Linked DNA regions of Mus musculus: region 2 is linked to region 1. The links are chromatin contacts, called in public Hi-C maps. All regions are on one chromosome and are shown on one strand. Each heading gives the region's core, a stretch centred on a gene start, on an enhancer-like site or on the middle of the called end of the contact. The rest is flanking DNA. Distances are from core to core; before and after follow the strand shown.

Region 1 (7,055 bases), core at 2,363-4,862:
CCTAAAAACACAAACCTCTACAGTAAGAATTTCTAGTTTAGCCACATATGTCGTTGGGGGCAGGAGTGGTGGATGGGTAGTGGAGAAAACTAGGAAGAAAACCAAAGGTGACAGAGGTGGCGGCTTGTGAGGATGATGTTATTAGTTAAACACAGGGTCATTTCACTAATCTCATCGCATAGTCAATCAATTTTCTTTGCTGACAAATTCAGGGTATGGGTGCCCAAGTAGCTTCTTGGTCCCTGGTGTGTAACAGTCTCCTCCAAGATTAAAACATCCCATGTGACAGGAAGCTCCTTAAGCAGGAAAGTAAACAATTCAGAATAGGGTTTCAGGAAGTCCCTGAAACTAAGCAGATTCACTAGGCTTCTCCTTGCCATATAAGCAAATAAGAGATGAGTGTCCCTCTCAAAAGAGCAGAGTCACATCTGCAAATAACTCAGAGCAGACGAAACGCAGAAACCAGCCTAGCTGCCTGGAAGAGACTGAAACCAATGGAGGTTCCTGGAAGACTCAATCTCCAATCTGGTAAGCTAACTGCAAGTGTGCAGTATGCTCTAGGGTCTCAGCCTTGTGAGCTGTCACCCATGCTGGGGTGGGCTTCGATGACACAGGTCTTCTGCCTCTGTACATAGGCCCTCTCCCATATTCATATAAAAAAAAAAAAACTCACCAAGCTGGACTTACACAAGTCTTGCTGTGTCTAAACAGGAATCTGATTTGTTCTGTAATAATGTCAGACAGAGAATTATGCCTTCCCGGGGACCTGTTCTAGGCCAAGGATCTGATTATCTCTGACATATCCAGTGCCTGAGGTGGCTTTAAATTTAGAGGATTTTCACCTATGCTCTTGCTTTATCCTCACAACTCTAAGTAGGCAGGTGTCAAACGAGGTAAAATAAATTTAGAAAGCGCATCTTCTTTTTGCATATAAGCAGATGCTCCTGAACTCACAATTCAAAATCCCACTGTGGGATCAACTAAAAACCATCTAGAGACACACCAGTCACAGGAGGATAAAACAGGAGAACAGGGTGAGCGAGCTAGCCAAAACTCTTCTGTTACAGGGACTTGTATTGAACTGCACTCAATGATTGGTTATACAAGGGTGTTTGTTTGGAGGAATGCTACTTTTTATTTACATATATGATTATTACCTTTTATCTGGACACCCCACAGGTAACAGACAAACGAAATTTGATATTAAATTCTAATGTTGAAAGTCATCCTTTCCTACAGCTATAGTGATCCTCTAGGGTAGTGAATGACTCTGAGCCAGCAGGCAACTTTCAGGATCACAGACCTCTCTGAAGTGCAAGACACAGACAGACAGACAGACAGACAGACAGTAATCCACTTTTAGTAAAACCTGACTTTCTAGAAGACTCATTCTCCCTCGTCTCATTATCTTTTGCTGTTGCACCCCACATACCCCTGCCACCCAACTAAAGCATAGGTATAATGGCGGCCCTTTATTTACATTGGCTTTTTACTTATTTATGTAGTATGATTCACTTGTGAGTCTGATTATATTGGGAACAAAGTGCTAGCAAAAAACAAAAACAAAAACAAAACAAAAACAAAAAACCCAACCCCACCAAAAGACAAACAAACAAATAAATAAACAGAAAAAAAAACAAAAAACAAAAAACAAAACGAACACCCAGCCTAGTAGAGGAGTTAAAAGCCCTTTAACAACCACCTCCCAGGAAGATTCTGTAGACTCTGAGTCCTAGAGGGCTTGGTATTTCAAAGGTCAGTCTCGGGTCGCTCCTTTTTGATGACTAATGTTACATTGTTTGCCTTTTACAAAAATATTTAGCTGTTCTTATTTACATAACTTCATCCCAGGGCATACAGTAGGCACATATTTGTTGTAAGGAATCCCTACAGGAATGAGAAGACAGGATGAAGACGCCAAGATCATCCCTCTAAAAAGAAGAGCTGAGAATGTTAACTCATCACCTAATTTGTAGAAAAGTCTGTGCATTCCCTTTTAACTTCCAGCTATGCATCTGTTTAAAAAAAGAGAATGAGAAAAGGCACAATGGGGAAATCCCAGCATCTTCGAGAAAACACCATTATCTTCAGTCACAGGAGACTGGGTTAGGAATGCCTCCCCCACCCACCTGCACAACTCTTCCAGGGAAAACAGAGGCTTTAAAATCTAAAGCACAGACTCACATCTAACCAATGAGAGAGGCATTCTAAGTCAGATCATACCAGTCCACAGATACTAAATGATACAATCAGAAAACCCTTTGAGAAGCAATCGCCCTCCACCCTACCACCCACTCTCCCTCCCTTTCTTTTCTCAGACAGGGTCTTTTGTAGCTCAGGAGGGTCTTGAACTCTGGATCTTCCTGGTTCAGTGTTCCCAGTACCCAGCCTTGAAAGACATTTTTCAAACAATGTTTAACACTAGGTGTCAGAGTCTAAACTTCTGAACTTCTAAGACCATCAGAAACCATTCTACAACTATAAAAAAAAAGTCACCACTGTGGGTTTGATTGGCAAACACATTCTTACACATTTCTTAAACTTTATTTACATTATGCTCCACCCTTAAAGTTTCCTTCTAATTATCTGCAAGCTGGATAACTATCTCACTCTGTCTCTCAAAAATCCCCCCACCGACGGGGAAAGTTAAGTAAGGGCTGGAGGGATTGTCTGGTTTTGTCCCTAAAAGACACCCAACGCCCCCCCGGAACCCTTGGGGCACGCAGAGCGAAAGCTCTTCAGAATAGCTTGGCTGCCCGGAAGCCACCGCAGGTCTCTTTTTCTGCCCTGTCTAACAGAGTCACCGGTTTTATCTGGGGAAACTCAACTCTTAACTTTAGTTGGGCCACCAGCCGCCCCTTGCCCAGCACCTTCCCGGACCCCATAGCCAGGGCTCCCGGCTCACCTGACCACGTTGGGGTGCTCGAAGGTCTCCAGGTGCCTCAGCACCGCCACCTCGCGGATGGTGGAGAGCGGCATGCCCTCCTCACTGGTCTGCACTCGCACGCGCTTCAGAGCCACGAAGCGGCCGCCGTTCTTCAGGTCGCGGGCCTTGAACACCTTCCCATAGGCGCCTTCGCCGATCTCCGCCACGCACTCATACTGCTGATCGGCGCGACTCAGGCTGTCCTTCTCCATGCTGGCTTCAGGCTGCGGGTGCGGCACAGTGGAACCGGGGTGCTCACTCGCTGCCTTACACGCCTCGGGGAGTCGGACTCGCGGCCGCCGGGCTAGACGGACCGACCTTCTCGCCCGCGGGTGCAAGCCGGGCGCAGCCGCTGCGAAACTCCGCCTAGCCGAGTCGCCGCGCCGCCGCCGCAGGAGAGCGCCGATCCCTCCTCTTCCCCCTCCGCAGCGATTACATAGTCTGCCCACAATCTCTGCACCTAGGAGGAGGAGACCGGAGGACAAGGAGAAAGTGTGATCAGACTGCCCGGGAGACTTCCACAGGGTTCCACCAGCTCCTCTCCTCCTCCCTCTACTCGCACTGGTTGCCTAATCGGGCCGGGTTTCTCGGAGAAAAACCAAGTTACTTTTCTTCCACAGCAGGGCTCGTGCAGTCTTCACGAAGGAGAGGTTGCTGGGGCCCCTCGGGGATGAGCGCAGCGCGGGACGCAGCGGGACGAGAGGGGGCGTGCCGAGCAGCCCAGAGTGTGCCCGGAGCGCGGGGGAGGGGAGGCGCCGGGCGCGTCAATGTCACGGCTCAATATTTATACCTATATTATTGTTCTCCGCTGCCCTCCCTGACTCCAGGGGCCTGGTCGTGCAGGGTATGGGGCGACCTGGGGGAGTTCGGAAGCTGGCGTAAAAGCACCGGGGGTTCACCCACGTGGGGCCGCAGAACGGGGTTGGGGCTCCTAGAACCCTGTAACCCGATGCTGCGAGTATGCGAGTAGGGGTGGTCAGACATCTGCTCGGAAATTGCTTCCTTTCTTTTCTACTTTCAGTTTTTCTACAGGGAGACATTTGAAAGGGACTCGCTCTCACAAATGGTCTTTGGGGTATGGCAAGCTTAGTGGGAGACGAAATTCTGCCTCCGATTCGGAGGACCTCCCTGGTGGAAACTCAGCGAGGACAGACCATCTGGTAGGGGAGGGCTGGGGCTACTAGAGGTGGGAGAGCGAGGGGTCCTGGAAGGGGAGTAGTGTCGTGCTCCCCACCTCACACATACACAAACACAAAGATCCGAAGGATGTGGGAAAGGAAGGTACGTCACACTTTCACTCGTCCTGTCCTGAAAAAGTAACTTCGGGACTTTGCTAGCTAATCGGGACTGGTCCTTAAGTTTTCAAGCCGTGCAAAAGCAACCGCCCTTACGACGGTGGGGGTAGGGGGCAGTAAACGTAGGTCTCCCCGGTGTGAGAAGGGGCTGCCCTTGTGTCGAGACTTCCGAATCCCCGCCCGGTATCCTGGGCGGCTGAATGTCGGTAGCTGAGACAGTCGCTCTGTTCTCCAAAGGCCAGAGGCTAGGTCCCACGCGCGCGGTCGGGCGCCCCCTCCCCGTTCTGTTGTTTAGGGATGACCGAGTGAGCCTTCCCGTCCCACAGCGGCCTTAGTCTGGGCTGGACCTTGTTCCACCACAGCCGCGTGTCCGGAACGGTCTGCATGCGTTTACCTGCCCCGTACCCATCCCCCCCACCACCACGCTCTTCTGCCTGGTATTAAAGAACACATGGAGCGACCCCCACTGGATGCCAGCATAGCACCGCCCGGCCAAGGCAGGGCCACTCCCCGTTCCTTTGAGAGCTTTCCTAAAAAGCTGCGGAAAGGACCCTCCAGCCCTCACCCGGGGGTCCGAGCCAGGTCGAGGGCCACACAGGTAGCGGGAGCAACGGCCTTGGCGCCCGCCCTCCCCCTCTGCCGGTGTCCAGCCTAGGCTCCAGGAGGGGGCAGCCGTCCCACCCCCGCGGGCCTACACCCCCCGGACCGGAGCGGCGGTGCCTAGCCCCCTCCCCTCCTCCACTTTTTCGTAGTTGTTGTTGCTTTCCCACGCTGGCTGAATGTGACTTGACCCCATTTCAAAAAAGTTTGACATAGCGCTTCAACATTTCCGCATTCCTCCGCGACTACAAAGGCTGCAGCCGCCTCCTTCTGCTTTCTGTCTCTGATCTCTGTCTTAGCACTCAATGAAATCCTTCATGAGCCTCTCCCGAAGCCTTGCCAAACGCCGCAAGGGTCGCCACCAGCGCAGTAAGGGGAGGCCGCCCGCGGGACCCCGACCCGCGCGTGTGCGCAAACGCAGATGCGCCCGCGCAGATACGCCCACGTGCACAGGACGAGTGCGCCGCCGAGCCCCGGGCTGCTCCTGCCCAGGGTGTGCATTTGAACTGCAAAGCTTTAAATAAGAAAAGTAAACTTGGGACTTGAAGCAAGAGTGCACGCTTGCGGGGCTTCAACCCCGGTGGGCTGTGTGCACTACTCCGTGCATAACGCGCCAGAGGGGTCGCCAAGCAGGAAGCCTGGGCGAACGTTTTACTCCTTAATTGGGAAGATGGGGCCCATACCCACACCCCTCGGGAGGTTACAGAGGGAACTTGCACAGGGAAAATGAGCGTGGGGGCGCGGAAACACACTCTACAGCACGGAATCCCACCCAGACGGTGCACGTTCAATTTTAAATGTGACTGTCCAAGTAGAGTCAGTTTGGGGAAGCTCGATGAAAAGTGAACGTATGGGTATTTTACGCATGAAATCTGTTCAAACTGGCATAGGACTCTAGTGTCGGGGTGTCCCCGCTGTGGGAGGTTCCTCTGGAGATCTCTAGCTCTAGGTGGCCCCCATAACCTACCCAGTCTCAACTCCTAAGGGGTTAACCCAAGCGGATTCCGAGGGGCCACACAGCCCCCTACACCCCGTTACTCTCACCCACTCCGATCCTTGTCGGAGACCCTCGCCCCTCAGCCCACCCACGTGAGTCCGTGGCCCCTTACCTGCGGTCCAGGGACGCCGGCCTCCTGTGAAGCTGGAGTGTCTGTCTGCCCCCGCACGTGTTCGCCCCGCGGAGCAGGTAACTGACTACTGCGGCCCAGGCGAGCAGCGCTCTGCGGGTAGGGGGTGGGCACAGCGGTGGAGGGCGGAGGGACGGCGGAGGGCGCCGCCCGAGGGGGAGCCGGGGAGGCTCGGGGGCCTCGGGGCTCTGGCCGCGGCTGGGGGCCCGAGTGGAGGACTGCGGGGCGGGGGACCTGCGAGCCTCGGGGCCCGAGAACCACCCGGAGGCGAGTGTGCAAATTAAAACCTTCCGGAGCAAGCGAGCAAGGCCCGGCCGGGCCCTGGCTGTGCTCCCCAGCGATCGGCTCCGAACTGGGGGCCCGGAGGGCGGGGGAGAGTTAAATGAAAATTTCCGGTTCTCACTGCAACCACTCTAGTGGGGGAATCTCGCGACTGAAAATAAGTGGCGTAAAAGGGATCCAGTGGGATGCGGCGTCGGGGGTCTGCATCGGGGGTCTGCACCTAAGGTCCCCCAGAGTTGGGGTGTTGACAGGGTGAGGCGGCGGGGGCGGGGGGGAACGGGGACGGGTATCAGTCTGATGAGGACAGATGAAAACAAAATAAAGCAACAGTACTTATGGGGGTTCCGTGGGGTGGTAGATAACATTTTCATACACGCAAAAACAGGACCTTATTGAGGAGTGGGGGGGAAGGGGGAGACGATTGGCAGGATGCCGTACAGAAAACAAAATACCAATCTGTCCAAGCGCTTTTCACTTTCAGCTTGAGCTACATTTGTTTTGTTTTCTCTCACTTCCTTTCTGCCTCACAAAGCCCTATCTTTTCCTTTTTGGACAGAGGCTACGTTTTGGGAATGGCCAAGCACACTTGTGATTAACGATCTATTTGAAGGGGCTGGCGGGGTCACAATTATTAAGTGGATAGAAACTGTTGAGGACTCACCAAGGTATTTCTGGAGAGCTAAAAAGATTCAATTTCAGTATTAAAAATTACTGCAAAATAGCAGACACGTGCACACATAAAGACGAGTGCTTAATTTAAGTGCTTTTTTGGGGGACTTTGAAATTTGAACCTTTGTAAGAATGTCTCTTTTACCTGAGGAAAAA
Region 2 (7,055 bases), core at 3,017-5,516, 550 kb before region 1:
GGTAAAGGGAGTACATAAGGTTGAAAAAGCCCTGTCCTTCCTTCTTTATCTTTCCATTGTAAGGATTTTGCACTTATAGTTGGGGTAGCCTCATATCCTAATCCTTGTAAGCTATGTGACGATTGATTAACAGGCCAAGAAGCAGGCCACCACTTACTAGATATAATGCTTTTATCTGCTCCTGTATCCATTATACCTTGAAAGGGTTTTCCTTCTATTTGTAAAGATATGTACTTTATTTTCAAACATACTCTTTCTACCCTTTGTACACTGCTTTTGCATATTACCTGTTTTCTTATGTTGTTTAGAATAACTCCAACCTTGGGTTTCCAATTTTAAGCTAACTTTCTGTTACAAGCAAAAGGCTGCCTGCCCCTTTAAAAGCTCCATTTGCAATTGGCCCTGAGCAGGGCTTTTTCAGCTGTACTTGTCTCCCAGCCACCGTGCAGCTAACTTGTCAATTTTTGCTGTGCAGACTGTGACTACTTTTTATATTTTTCAACATGAAACACAGAACAACAATCAATCATCCAAGCAAAAACAAACATGAGTTGACAGACATATAGACAATTTGGTGCACCAAAAACAGACAATAGAACACAGATATCCTATCCGAAGCTAAAAATATCTCCATAGGATCCAGAGAGGAAGCAGGACGTCTCCCATTTTCCGTCTGTCCCTAGGAGGGCTCTGAAATAGCTTATTTTCATTTTTTCTCCTTCTTCTAGGAATTCTGCACAGTGGCTGCTTCTAATAGTTACTCCTCTTTCCCTGAGAGCTATCTTTAAGCCTTTGATGAAGGCTGCCTCTTTAGTCAAAGTCCTCGAGAGGAGGGTAAATTGACTTAATTTTTTGTTCTTCATTTTTTATATTACCCTTTATATCTTTATATTATCCTTTGTATCTTTATATTATCCTTTGTATCTTTATATTATCCTTTGTATCTTTATATTTTATATTATCCTTTGTACCTTTATATTTTAGCTTCCTTTCTTTTTCTCTTTTTATATTTCTTAAGTTACTTATTTTTCTGCGCGCATCTTCTTTTTTCTTTCTCTCTGTTTCTGATATGCCTTCCTGGTACTCCTACAAAGTCACTGCCCTTCCTTAACAGCTGGTCCCACACAAACCCAGCAACAATTACCAGACCTACTGCGTAAGAAAGCATATCTCTCAGAGACTTACCTTAATTTCTTTATACTTACCGGTACAACCGTTCCTCAGCTGAAGAGTTCTGAATCCACGCAGTTGAATCCTTCTCAGCAGTTTGTTTTGCAGGAACACTTCATTACCACCGTTCCCCAGCTGAAGAGTTCTGAATCCACGCCAGATCCTTCTCAGCAGTCTGTTTTATGGGAACCTTTATTAACCACTCCTTCCCCACGATGCAGTTCTGAATCCTCCCTGTAGCAGGGGGTCTTCGCTCATGCCTGAAGATGTTTCTTGTCCCAGGTTTTCGGCACCACTTCTTGCGGACTCGACCAGCCAGAACGACACTGCAACAGGATCCTTCTGCACACGTTTATTGGGAGAGCTTGATTGTAGAGGCGAAAAGACCCCGAGCCCAGAACTGGTGCTGCTTATATAGGCCTAGGAGAGGCGTGTCTCACACCCGGATTGGTTATGCACTATGCCTCATTTGCATGTTCCTCATCTGATTGGCTACTCTCTCTCTGTACCTCACAGAGCCTCATTATCATACCTCATTTGCATGTCTCACATCTGATTGGTTATACTCTCAAAGCCTCATTATCATGCCCGGGCCAGGCAGTGTCTTTGCAAAAAACTTTACTGCATATGTATACATTGGTTGTTTGTCCAAACTTATGCGTGGTGGCCAGCAGTAGTCAGTGCCACTCTGCAATGGCACATGTGGCTTCCCACAAAGGCCAAAAAGTGGGAGTGGGTGGGTAGGGGAGTGGGGGTGGGTGGGTATGGGAGGCTTTTGGGATAGCATTGGAAATGTAAATGAGGAAAATACCTAATAAAAATTTTAAAAAAGAAAGCAAGTTGAGCGAGCTATGAGGAACAAGCCAGTAAGCAGCACTCCTCCATGACTCTGCATCAGTTACTGGTTCCAGGTTCCTGTTCTGTCTGAGTTCCTGTCTGAACTTCCTTGGTGATGAACAGTGGTGATGAAGCATAGGCTAAATAAACCCTTTCCTCCCCAGGTTGCTTTGGTTACAGTGTCTCATCACAACAGTAGTAACCCTATGTAAGACAATGACTTCTGTAAAAGTATCTTTATTCACTGATGTAACTGTTCTCTGGAGGCTTACTGCCTCCATCTGCTAAGGGCCTTCTCCTGCAAACTTCTAGCCTCAGAATAGTCTAATCTAGGCTAGGATGTGTTCAGCCTCTGAGACTTATTGATGAATGAGTTCACTCTTTCTAATTCTTTTGGGACTCTGGCTGGCTGACTCAACTTAGCTGTTCTGGCTCAAACTCCCCTTCAAGCTGATTGATTTAATCTGCCTTTTCTCACTTCTGACTGAATGACTCTGCTTGGCCTCAAACTAATTTTAGCAATCTGTTCTAATCTTCTGGCTCCTTCTCATTGTCATTTTACCTATATCTAGTTCTTTTCTCTCTTCAACCTATCTCTATAAAACTCTCCTGGTAAAACTTCCTCCTCCCTCCCTCCATCCTTCCCTCCACATCTCTTCTCTCTCCTGAGAATTGATCATATCCTTATTCTGTCAAATGTTTCTCTGATTCATCATGTTATCTGCCATTCAATAGATATCACATTCAAACATGAGTGCTTCCTTCTACAAACTAACTTTACTTTCATTCTTTGGGATTAATGGTCTATAATAAGGGCATGTTTGTATTCCAGCTAGAGGGATTAACAGTATGTGCTAAGGGCATGCCTGTATTCTGGCTAGAGTAGACATGTTGTTAAATTAAAATCCTTCTACACACCTTGAGTGTAATTACAGGAAGATGTAAGATTTGTATAATTGAAAAAGAGGTAGCAAGAACATTTGTTTATTGAATCCTGGTGCCAATTGATGGTGGTATTTTATGTGTGGGTTCTCTTAGAGGAATGGAGGGCTAATTTCTTCTCACTCTAATTAGGTTTGTTGAGACTTAGACATTAGTGGTAAAGTAAGGGTCTGTGAACTTCTCAAGGAAAATCTAGTGAGGCAGACAGAAAGGGCACAATAATCAATATTACTAATTATATCATTATTATTAGTCTTTGGTTGTAAGAGGCCAGGGGCAATTCTGAAGATAGCATAGACATGGCATTTGAACTACACATTGAGTCTAATTCCCAAGGATTTTAAGTCTAATTTTAGGGAGGGGTTCATCTTGACTTCCCTACTCTCCTCCTTCCAAGTGAAGTCATTTAAAGTCTCAAGCATCATTACATGTCACCATCCTTTCAAAAAACAAATGGTGTTTGCATAGCAACACAACTTTCATACAAAGTTGTCTTGAAAGAAAGAAAGAAAGAAAGACCCTTAAGGAAGATGAGAACCCCAAATCAGCCTCTTGAGAAACATCATCTACCACACTGCTCTTAGTTCTCTTTACCTCTTCTTTGCCCCTCATCTTTCTCTCCCTGCCCTTGGTCTTCCCAACCTCTCCAATATCTCAGCTGCACCTTTTCCTCATTGATATCACTTTCAAGAGGACTAAAGCCATCTCCTGGTGTTCATAAATGAAAATCCATGGGGCAGGCTGAGGAGAGAATATTCAGGCAGAAGCGAGACCATGGGAGTTACGGTCCAGAAGGCAGAGGTTGTCTTGCTTTCCGCAATACTGGTGAAGGTAAGCCACACGTGCACCATAAATAGCTACTGAGTAATCCCAGGCAAGGAATAAGCTGTGATCAGTAGTTTCACTTTCTGGGTAAACTGATTATTAATAATTTAAATTCCCAAATAGAAATCTTTATTCTTACAAACACCAAACCAAACAGAAAAATGCAAAAGAATTTGGGGGAAATAAAAACCAACCAACCTACCAAACAAACAAACAAAAACCCCCAAGGTCTATAAAGCAACCTAAAAGAAAGAGATCAAACTGAACCTGTTCTTTGGTACAGGCAGAATCTCAGCCCCAGCCAGAGGGAAGCCTTGGCGCCGCCCTGTGGTCTCGAACCAGCCCAGAGCCCAGAGTCCCCGCAGCCACAGTCTCAGCCGCCCCCTGCTGGGCTCCCGCGGTCAGGCGGCCGAGGATTTAGGCACAGCGCGCCGGGCTAGTGACGTCACCTCTGCGCCAGGCCGAGGCCGGAAGTCAGCCGTTACTTCCGCACTCCGCTCCCTCCCGGGCGTCCAGAGGCGGAAGTGAAAGGTGTCTACCGGGAGCGTTGGTAGGAGCGCGGATGCAGTGTGCGGGCTGGGGCTGGGGAGCTGCTGGAGCCTTTGCGAGCGGCTTGCGAGTCTCTGCTAGACAGGGCGATGAATGGCTAAAGGCCATTGCAGAACTGCCCGAGGGAAGGCGAGCCTTCGATGTGGGATTACGGCGGTTCTGAGTTTAGACTCATCAAGCCCTCCACACTTCGTACAGCAAAGAGCTCGGCATTGGCTCGGAATTTGTAACTTTAGGGACAGTGCCCACCCTTAGGTTGTTGTATATATAGGGCATTACGAAATAATGTATGTGTAACGTGGGGTTCTGGTATTAAAGTGCGTTTGCGATTCCGCTACCTTCCCCCCATGCGTTGCCGTTTTCTTTTTATTATGACTGAGAAATGTTTAGTTTGCGAGAGGTTGTGCATCTCACAAAAATGATTTGAAGGTGTCTAGCCTGGATCTCTTTATTCTCTACTACATTGGTTGTATTTTTGCCTTTTTCTTTTTCGGATTGGCGGTGTGGTGGTAGAAACATCTGGCCCTTACCTTTTCTGGAAATATCCAAAGTCTCTCATCTTAACGACAAATCCGATGCTGAAGTGTAGTTCTAAAACAAACAAACAAACAAACAAACAAACCAACAAACACTCTCCACTTAAATGCTGCTTCAAAAAATTAGCTGATTGTGGTACCCCAATGCGAATGATTATCAGTTTTCTTTAAAAGCCTGTGAGCTTTCCAACTGTGGGACAGAATAGGACGTATATCTTCCTCCTTGGACCTCACTCATTACAATCATGGAGATTTTTGTGATATTTGCTAAATTTAACATTCCTTTTAGAATGTTGTTTATTTTTAGAGTAAGACTGGAGTCAATTCAATATCTACCTTTGTTTTTTAAATTGCATTATGCTGTATAGTTTCCCGGCTGAACAATCTGTTTTTAAATGAAGAGTGTGTTTATACAAGGCCTTGCAATACAACTAGGATTCAAGAAAATGACCCTTTCTGAAAGAAAAGGCAGTTTAACAATATGTGAGACTTTAAAAAGGTGTGTGTGAGTACAGGCACGTGCACTTGCTGGTGAGTCTGATATAAATGTAGTTAGTACTGGTAGGAGGAAGGGGTGACCAAGAAGGTGATGGGAATATGAGAATAATGAAGACAAACAATAGGACATGCTTCTAATGGAGAATTTAGGTTTATATAAAAGTTATATATGTATATGCATGTGTATGTGACAGGAAAGCAAGGTCAGCTTTGATATGTTTAATGAACCCTTCAGCTAGTGTTCTTGGCAAACTCTTGTCCCAGGTTTAAAACCTAACAACTTTGAACTAGAAAATTAATTCCTCCTTCTTCTTTCTGGGGTTGGGGAATTGAACTCAAGTCCTCATGCGTGCTATGGACGTATGCTGTACCACTGACCTACCTCTGATTTACACCACATTCCCTCAACTATATCATTTTGAAGATGGAAAAGAGTGTAGAATTATTGCATTGTAACCAAGCAAACAATTTGGTAAACTGAGGTAGAGATTGATGTTGATAGGTGTTGTCCAGAGATTTGTGTAAGCATATACATATATATGCTTATATATAATATATAATGTTTATATATAACATATGTTATATAATAGGTAATGTATAAGTTATAGTATGTAATAAACATATAATTTATAACATATAGTTATATATATGTATATATATATATATACATGTGTAATCAATGTGATCCACTTAAAGGATATTATAAATTCAAAAAAGACATTAAAGATGGAAAGTAGACAATCTGAAGTGTGTTTTTTTTTCAGAGCTACATTTAGAGCTTTAGATTAAGGTAGCCAGAAGCAAAGAAATTAGTGTCTGTGGGCAGGAGAGCTGGAGGGCGGGATGCTTTCTCCTGGAAGGCCCCTTGCATTTAAAGGATCTGGATATTGTCATTAGTTAGTCACATAATATTGTATGTTAACATTATATGTTATTTTACACAGCATTTGAAAAACTTTGGGCTACCTGATGATTATGGCATCAAGAAACATCTGGTGTGTGAGAAGAAACTTTCTCTTTGATTTAAGAGACTGGATGCTTCAATATTCAGCAGAAGTTTTCCTCAAGTCGATTTCATTCAGGCCGTTTAGTGCGGAATGCGACAGTAAGGACAAGGAGTCTTTGGAGGAGGAGAGGGAGGACCTGCTGAGCAACTTAGTCACCATGGGCGTTGATATCGACATGGCAAGGAGGCGACAGCCTGGAGTTTTTAACAAGGCTGTTACGAATGAGCAGGAGCTGAAGTTATTCCTTCTGTCCAAGGGAGCTAGTGACAAAGTGATTGGTAGCATCATATCAAGATATCCACGAGCTATAACACGCACTCCTGAAAGTCTTTCAAAACGGTGGGATCTGTGGAGAAAGATTATGGCATCAGACCTTGAAATTGTAAATATTTTGGAGCGTTCTCCTGAATCCTTTTTTCGATCTAATAACAATCTAAACTTAGAGAATAATATAAAGTTCCTTTGCTCTGTTGGATTGACTCATAAATGCCTCTGCAGACTGTTGACCAATGCTCCCAGAACCTTCTCCAACAGTCTGAATTTGAATAAGCAAATGGTTGAATTTTTGCAGGAGACTGGTATGTCCTTAGGTCACAATGATCCCAGAGATTTTGTCAGGAAGATAATTTCTAAAAACCCTTCCATCTTAATTCAGAGCACCAAACGTGTGAAAACTAACATTGAATTTTTA

Evidence for each region. Hi-C and Micro-C count contacts between places; a contact is called where the count stands out from the background.
Region 2: a contact with region 1 is called in a Hi-C map of the Ba/F3 cell line, with 3 times the contacts expected there. The contact joins the promoter of Mterf1a here to the promoter of Cdk6 in region 1. A contact is called at or near these places in 2 of 484 Hi-C or Micro-C datasets (the Ba/F3 cell line and CD8 T cells) and 1 of 115 datasets of contacts at active chromatin or transcription factors (memory CD8 T cells).

Annotation. Positions count from the first base shown.
Region 1 is chr5:3,340,450-3,347,504 of GRCm38.p6, reverse strand. It overlaps Cdk6 (cyclin-dependent kinase 6), which reads right to left and starts at 3,612. Exons shown (of 8, transcript NM_009873.3): 1 at 3,534-3,612; 2 at 2,906-3,386. The coding sequence starts at 3,138. Gm36470 (predicted gene, 36470) reads left to right here and starts at 3,946. Exons shown (of 4, transcript NR_168898.1): 1 at 3,946-4,207.
Region 2 is chr5:3,891,144-3,898,198 of GRCm38.p6, reverse strand. It overlaps Mterf1a (mitochondrial transcription termination factor 1a), which reads left to right and starts at 4,266. Exons shown (of 2, transcript NM_001013023.2): 1 at 4,266-4,324; 2 at 6,302-7,055. The coding sequence starts at 6,333.